2 separate regions of the Triticum aestivum genome follow, and region 1 is linked to region 2. A link is a contact called in public Hi-C data. All regions are on one chromosome and are shown on one strand. Each heading gives the region's core, a stretch centred on a gene start, on an enhancer-like site or on the middle of the called end of the contact. The rest is flanking DNA. Distances are from core to core; before and after follow the strand shown. Region 1 holds the start of LOC123155460 (protein NTM1-like 9). Region 2 holds the start of LOC123156792 (stomatin-like protein 2, mitochondrial).

Evidence for each region. Hi-C and Micro-C count contacts between places; a contact is called where the count stands out from the background.
Region 1: a contact with region 2 is called in a Hi-C map of leaf, with 4 times the contacts expected there. The contact joins the promoter of LOC123155460 here to the promoter of LOC123156792 in region 2. A contact is called at or near these places in 2 of 5 Hi-C or Micro-C datasets (both in leaf).

What each region holds. Positions count from the first base shown.
Region 1 is chr7B:330,309,887-330,313,973 of IWGSC CS RefSeq v2.1, forward strand. LOC123155460 (protein NTM1-like 9) reads right to left here and starts at 2,481. Exons shown (of 7, transcript XM_044573638.1): 1 at 2,109-2,481; 2 at 1,250-1,536; 3 at 623-952; 4 at 274-516; 5 at 1-198. The coding sequence starts at 2,277.
Region 2 is chr7B:330,037,238-330,041,186 of IWGSC CS RefSeq v2.1, forward strand. LOC123156792 (stomatin-like protein 2, mitochondrial) reads right to left here and starts at 2,454. Exons shown (of 10, transcript XR_006478408.1): 1 at 2,224-2,454; 2 at 1,896-2,142; 3 at 1-84.

The sequences.
Region 1 (4,087 bases), core at 1,231-3,730, 270 kb after region 2:
CTGCCCACTTGAATCGTCCATACTATTGAACAAATCTTGCAAGGACTCATCACCGGAGTCCATGGAAAGTACATCCGGATTAGTGCCATAAGGAAGCAATGCTGCATTCTCATATAATCCACTTTGTTGTGGATTTGTGTCATCTGACAGAAAATTACCGAACCAGTTTGGACCATCATATAGCAACTCACCCTGAGCCTACAGAGAACAAACAAATATAAGAAGGCAGACAATAATCATAACATATACAGCAGATGCCAAAATAATTATTACCTGCATAAAACCAGTGTCTGCATCATACTGAACATTACATGCAGTTGATGAATGCTCATCCGGATCAGCAATTGTTTCATTCAAGAAATCTTCCACTGAATTATGAGGTAACTGAAGTAGAAGCTTGTCCAAATCGTCATGCGATAACATGGGGGCAGAAACGGTTGCAAATTCATGAGATCCGAGATTTTTCGTCTGTGAATCAATTAGGTGAGCCAAAGAGCCAACCGACATATCAGCCTGCTTCATTATATGTGATAAATCAGTATGAGGACTTAGGACCTGAACTCACTTTGAGAGACTGTACACTTAAATAATGCATGATATAGAGGTACACAGTTCTGCTCACCTTGGGACTTTCATCGACATTACCATGAGAAGGCATGCCTAAAACATTTGCTTCATCTATCCCCGAATTGCCATTTCGGTCTGCAAGCCACCTTGTAACCGGTGTGCCCGGAGTATCAATTGTACCTGGCAACTCAATTGGACATCCATGCAGACCAGATTCAGGAGATTCCTTATTTATGAGTGTGATAGCTTCCTCGTTTGCTTCCATGTTGTCAGGAGTTGAACGAGATGGAGTGGGAGAGTAGCCACTTCTATCCATTTCCTCTGGAATGGAGCGCTCAGTTTTCTCCAATTGCTTTTGAAATAGGCGGTAGAGAACATAACCACCCTGAAAGTACACAAATATCACAGCAGAAGTATCAGACAACGAGGTAGTAGTAACCATTTCCAATCCAGGGGCAATTTTCTTTTTGTTTATTTTGACTGCTCAAAGCGTGCAGACAATCGGATTTGTACTGTGTTGATTATGTTGTTACTTCATTTTACAGTCTAAAATCAAACTGGTAGGTTTCAGAAAATGTTGGTCAATGAGCCTGTTATATCTAAGAACTTAGAACCGCACTGTGAACAGAATCTAACAGCACTGCCACGAAAAACTGAGAAAGAAACAGATAGAGGCCCATACCTGCTCGCCAGACTCAAACTCTGGCTCGGTGGTGCGGTACTCGTGCATAATCCAACCAGTGCGCTCCCCTTTCGGAGCACGTCCTCGGTGGAAAACAAGGGTCTTCTTCATGCCAATCATATGCTGCTTCTTCTTCTCGCCCTTGGACTTGATGACCCTGTCCTTCCCGGTCGCCTTCCAGTACCCAGCCTCCGTCGCCCTGTTTGACCTGCTTCCATTGGGGTACTTGCGGTCCTTGGGTGCAAAGAAGAACCACTCCGGATCCTCCGAGCGGATCAAAGCTTTATCTTCAAGCACCACAATACCGGCGTCAGAAGAAATGGAATCTTCATCCAAAGGTATTGACATTCAAATTATTAAATAGCACCACGCCCAATAGTTACAGCTGCATCGCACCAAATCGCATCTCGGAAAGAGGGTATACTAGAGAAATATATAGCAGGCATCGAGGGAATCGTATCAAATATCAGCACCCGAACACCTTTTTTACTGAATTTCGCAGCCCCCAAACAGCACGATGCAAACCGCGAGAATCAGCCAGTGAATCCAACGAACTAACAAAAAAGGATGGTGCCCTAGGGATCAGAATCCCCCAAACGGAACGCGCCCACTGAGAATCGCAAGAACAGACTGGCTGGAATGGTTATAAGAACAGCAACGCGTACAAAACGGGGGAGACAAAATGGGGGGAAATCAAACTCAGAACCCCAAATTAGGCACGAATCGCAGCGACCAAAATCAGAAGCCGCAAAACAAAGACACAACGGAGCCCCCGAGTCCAACCGCATACGAGACGATCATCCAAGCTCCAGGACCAAAACATCCCCACACACACAAGAGGCGGCAGGAGCGGCAGTACCTGGGAGGTCCCACGGCTCGCACTTGCAGACGTCGATCTCCGGGATCACCTCGACCTCGTTCTTGATCTGCCCCGTGATCTTCCCCTTGAGGTAGTGCCTGACGAGCTCCTCGTCGGTGGGGTGGAACCGGAAACCGAGCGGTAGCGCCTTCAGCTCCATCACCGTCATGCTCCTCCACTGTCCCAAGCTCTCATCCAACGACTACGAGACCCAACCCGGTAGGAGATTCGGAGCTCAGGAGATATACTTAGCAGCGAAGGAAGCGGAGGGGAGTGGATTTTGCCTAGGGTTTGGTCGGATTTGGGGATTTTTAGGGGAGGATGCGGGGAGGAGACGTGTGTGCGAAGAAAGCGAGTGCCGCGTGCCTTCCTTTACCGCGTCTGGAATTTGCTCTGTATATACCCCCGCGTCCGTGTTTACCCCCTTGATGACCATAATATTACGGTTCGGCCACTGCCGCGGCACCACGCCGCCCACTGTCCAGTGAACCAGTCCAGCAGTGATGCGGGGGCGGGGGCGGGGACGGCTCTTGTTTTTCTCCCACTCAAAAATATTAGGCCGCCGGCTTACTGCCGTAAGGTTCGGCCGGTCACACGCCCGCCGTTTTTCTTTAAGAAAAGGTAGATCATAATCTATCTTATGCATCATAATCTATCTTATGCATTCAAAACGGACAAGAGCCCGACTGCCGTAGTCAAATTACATGAAGGTGATGTAAACGCTGCACAGATCGTGCAATAGGCCGTCACCAAGCTTTATCAAGCAAAAGAGAAAGCTAGAGATCAGGAGTTTGTTACATGTAAATCAACTATATTAGCCAGCTACCTAAAGTTCTTTTTCTCGAATACGCCTAGCAGCGTATCATTGCATTGATAGGGCAGAAAAGCGTACAAGGTATAGGATGGACACTGTCGGTGTCAGAACCGGCAGATCTCGGGTAGGGGGACCAAGCTGTGCGTTTAAGGATAAATGGTAACAAGAGACAGAGGACACGGTGTTTATCTAGGTTCGGGCTCTCTTAAGGGAGGTAAAACCCTACTCCTGCTTGATTATATTCGACGAGTATGAAGATTACAAGAGTGGATCTACCTCGAGATTGTAATGGTTAAACCCTAGATGTCTAGCCTATGAGTATTCCAATGACGGTAAAGAAGATAGCCTCTACGGACTAACCCCTCCAGTTTATATACACATCGGAGGGGCCTAGGGTTTGTACAAGGTCGGTTCATCAGGGAAGAAAACTTCCGGACTCTAATTTTGTCGTCTACGTATTGAGAAGTCCCATCCGGACACGGAGGATAATCTTCAGCTTGATCTTGTACGGCCCATCCAACCCGGCCCATACTCCTGGGCCGGACACCTGAGGGCCCCCGAATCCAGGACTCCCTCGGTAGCGCCCGAACTTGCCTTCAATGACAATGTAGTGTGCGGATATAAGTCTTCGGCTTTGCAAGGCGGGTTCTCCACCATACTCCGGATTGATGATAGTCCGGCATCGTTTTTCATGTCCAGCCTTTATGATTCCTTCATGTCGTCGCCTCGATTTCCACGCATCTGAGCGAATGCGAACGGTTCGCTATCCTTGTTTTTTAATATTTTCTAGCAGGCACAAGCAGCGCCTATATAACGAGATCAGATCTCCAAAAACGTCATCTCGCATCGCCCCAAGAGCAACAGAGCAAACCACAAAAGAAATTCAAACCATGGCTAGTGTCCCCGGCTACTCCTCGCGTCCTCATCGCCCTCAAGAAGGGGACTGGCAAAGTTGTTCCGTATCCCATCTCCAGCTCAATCAACTCCAGACGCAAGGATATACCCCTCCCCCCTCCTCCCCGCCGCCGCGGATCTAGTCTCCGTACGACCAGGTTAACTTCTATGGGATGATGTATTGGCAGAGAATTTCCCCAATCCCAGCCAAGGAGAGAGGATGTGCTTTATCTCGTTCCTTCTCAGGGCGTGGGATTCCCAATTCACCGCT
Region 2 (3,949 bases), core at 1,204-3,703:
ACTTCTCATAGTTGTCTGCGCAAGTTGAATGACTGCAAAAATGGGATTCTCCACGCCATATGAAGCACGGTAAGGATCAACAATCTGCAAAGTTCAAAAACAGAAAGATAAGAATTAATACTAAGGACTTGTCAATTGCCAGCAACAGTCTCTGATTTCCAGAACGCTGACAGTAGAAATGCAAATCCCCACACACTTCACAAAGTAAATAATCAAAACACAATACTTACTATATATCTTAAGTTCTTAACAAGAGAATGGAGAAATGTCCCTTTTTTTAGTTAACTTGCAGATGCATAAATTAGACTAGTAAATAACAAGAATGCTCAATATGAACCTGTACAGTGGAAAGAGCATAAACACACATAACTAATTAATCAACTGTGACGAAGTTATCTGAAAGTGTCAGATATCCTCAACACAGATAAAGCAAGCTTGCTAACTATTACGATCAAACAAAACATATACATACCCAGGAAATACAAATCTAACTACCAATTACGCCATTCATCACAGTAGCCATCCAACCTGAACCATTTCAACAGCATTGAATCAAAAAAAAAACTAAGTGTGGTCCCATGAAGCCTGTGAAGATTACATGACAAGGAAATGAGCAGTACATGTACAAATGAAACTCATTGCAGTGGAGCTTTACCATCTATATCCCCAAACAATCTAAACAGGATCTACCCCAAACCTGTGAAATGCTCAACAATGGACCTACAAATTACCAAGAGAGCACCTAAGTCGATTATTATTACAAATGTATGCACCCTCTGCAAATGAAATTTGAACAGCAGCATATCCACACAAAGTTGCTTTTACAGTCAATTGTTACTGCTGTGGCCCTAGGTCAGACCCTAACACTTTTGTGCACCACAAGTCCAGAGCATTGTTCATTATGGACCCTCATCACCTACCAGATGCACATAAGCCAGATTAACATGGACAGCAGACAAGGTATGGAAGAATGATACAAGTGCCAACATGCGAGTCGAAACTAGAAGCAGTAGGGAACAACATTGGTTGATATCATGTAACTGACAGGGGATTACATGATGAGGCCATGCATCATCTTAACTTTGCTAATGCTAGAGTCATTGAAAGTGAGCCCATGCATTGATCACGTTAAACATAGGCCATGGCATCTACAGCTCAATGCAATCAGGAGGAGCATATGCTATACCCATCCTCAAGTCCTACAGAAGTAGATCAACCTGCACCAACTGGACACCCGGTGCCACAATAAACCCCAATATCCCCACAGAAGTAGAGCAACCTGCACCAACTGGACACGCAGTGCCACAATAAACCCCAATATCCCATGCTGATAAATACCGGAAAAAGAATACCAACTATGGGATATCTTTTCTGTCCTAATACAAGGCAAGCTGACTCTGTGAATGTTTCAGAGGTGGATAACTAAGGTGAACAGAAATCTTGAGTTTGCTCAGGAAGTGGCCACAAGAGGAGTAATTTACAGATATAAGCATCACACACGAAATCTGTTTTAACAACCAGATGAATTGTCCTAAACTCCAAATCAAGTATTATCTACCTGCCTTCACACTTCCAGCTTGGTTCTCCAGAGTAATTTCCATTGTGACAGAACTTCCGGATTGGAGTATCAAACCACCACCAACAGCAACAATACAGCATGAACTTGAGGCTATAAAAATCGATCATTGAGGCGCATTTCTAAGACCAGATGATCTGTCCTAATTCAATGTGATGGTGGCTCATGACAACATATAACACGAAACTTCTACCGAAACACGCCGCATCCATCCACCATCTCCCCTAGACGACCGGATAAGCACCAGACCCCTAGAAGTAACAGCAGAAATGCAGCCTCGCTAGTGAGGACCAAAAGGCAAGGCGAGAACGAGGTATACCTTGACGTAGAGGACGCCGTCGATCTGGATGACCACGTTATCCTTGGTAATAGCGGACTGGTCGGGGATGGGGATGGCTTCCTCCTTGAGAGAGTGCACGTAGGCGATGCGGTCGACGAGGGGGACGAGCCCGTGGATCCCGGAGTCGAGCGTCTTGAGGTACTTGCCGAAACGCTCAATCACGAAGGCCTTCTTCTCCGGCACGATGCTCACGCCCCAGTTCACCGGCGTGCTCAGCGCGTCGAACCTGGTACCACCACACGGCGAAACGTCAGACCGCTAGAAGGTTCCGGAACGCGGAAGGAAGTGCTAGGGATTTAAGCGTTACCGTGAAACCTCGTCACGGGCGTAGTAGCGGGACATGGAGCGGGCGGCGCCGAGCTGGCGGGGAAGGAGGAGAAGCTGCCGCGCGGGGGCGGCGGATCGGCGGAGGAGAGTCGCCATCGTGCGAAATCGAAAGGGAAGAAAGTGCTGGGCTTTTCGGGCGACTCGGGTAGACGTAAGGAAGTGTGAGGTTTTTCCTCCCGTGATTTAGGCGAGTCGATACTCTTCTCTACTCTATTTTTCTTATTTATTTATTTATTTTCTTCTCCATCACAAAAATAATACCATTAGAAACTTCAAATACTATTCTCTCGGGCTAATGGTATAACAAGCGTGGGGCGCACCCTCAGGGATAGGCGTGCTGGGTGGCTCACAAGCCACCCTACACTCCGTTTGCACTGCTTTTTGGCTTATAAATTCTCGCGTATTCTGAAACCCTCAAAGCGAGACTCGAAATGATTTTATTATCGTTGCAAGCCTCTGTTCTGAAGTGATCTTATCCAGAGGCCTATTTTGGTACTCTATCGGAGGGGGTGGAATCATTGGGAGGCTATCTTCATCAACCTTGCTCCCTCCATGATGATGTGTGTGAGTAGTTCCTTCGGGACCTACGGGTCCATAGTAGTATGTCAATTATATGATCATGCAAAGCAATATGACAACGATAATATGTGTCGTAATAAAATGGGACGGTGGAAGTTGCATGACAATATATTTCAGAATGGTTATGAAAATACCATAATAGGTAGGTATGGTGGCTGTTTTGACTTTTAAGAAAGATATAAATAGACTTATGTGTGATAGAGCGTATCATATCACGGGGTTTGAATACACCGGTGAAGTTTGCACCACAAGTCGAGGTGAGAAGGGAAAGTGCACGGTACCGAAAAGACTAGCAAATTGCTGAAAGGTAAGAGTGCGTATAATTCATGGACTCACATTAATCATAAAGAACTCAAATACTTGTTAGAAGAGGTTATTAGCCCTCGAAGCAAAGTACTATTACGCATGCTCCTAGCGGGGTGTTGGTAGGAGTTAACTATCGCACGCTCCCGACCTCCACGCAAAGGAAGACAATCAATAATAAGCATGCTCCAATTTCATAGCATAACGAGAGACCATACGTGCATATGCTTCAGGAATCATAGACCTTAACACAAAATATTCTTACTGAACGACAATTACTCACTAGTATGACTCTAATATCATCATCTTTATATCTCAAAACAAATGCAAGGAATCAAACTTTTTCATATATCCAATGATCTTTATGATTTTTTTTATTATATCCCTCTTGAATACCCATCATATTATGACTAAATTCATAACCCAAGCAAATTGTCATACTATTTATAAGACTCTCAAAATAATAGTAAGTGAAGCATGAGAGTTCATCAATTTCTTTAAAATGTAATCACCACCGTGCTCTAAAAGATATAAGTAAAGCACTAGAGCAGCTACCTAACTCAAAAGATATAAGTGAAGCTCAAAGAGTATTCTATAAATTCACAATTAATGTGTGTCCCTCTCGAAAAGGTGTGACCAGCTAGGATGATTGTGGAAAACTAAAAAGCAAATCAATCAAAGACTCATATAATACACGACGCTTCAAGCAAAACGCATATCATGTAGTGAAACAAATATAGCCTCAAGTAATTTACCGATGGATTGTAGACAAAAGAGGGGATGCCTTTCGGGGCATACCCAAGCTTAAACGCTTGATTGCACTT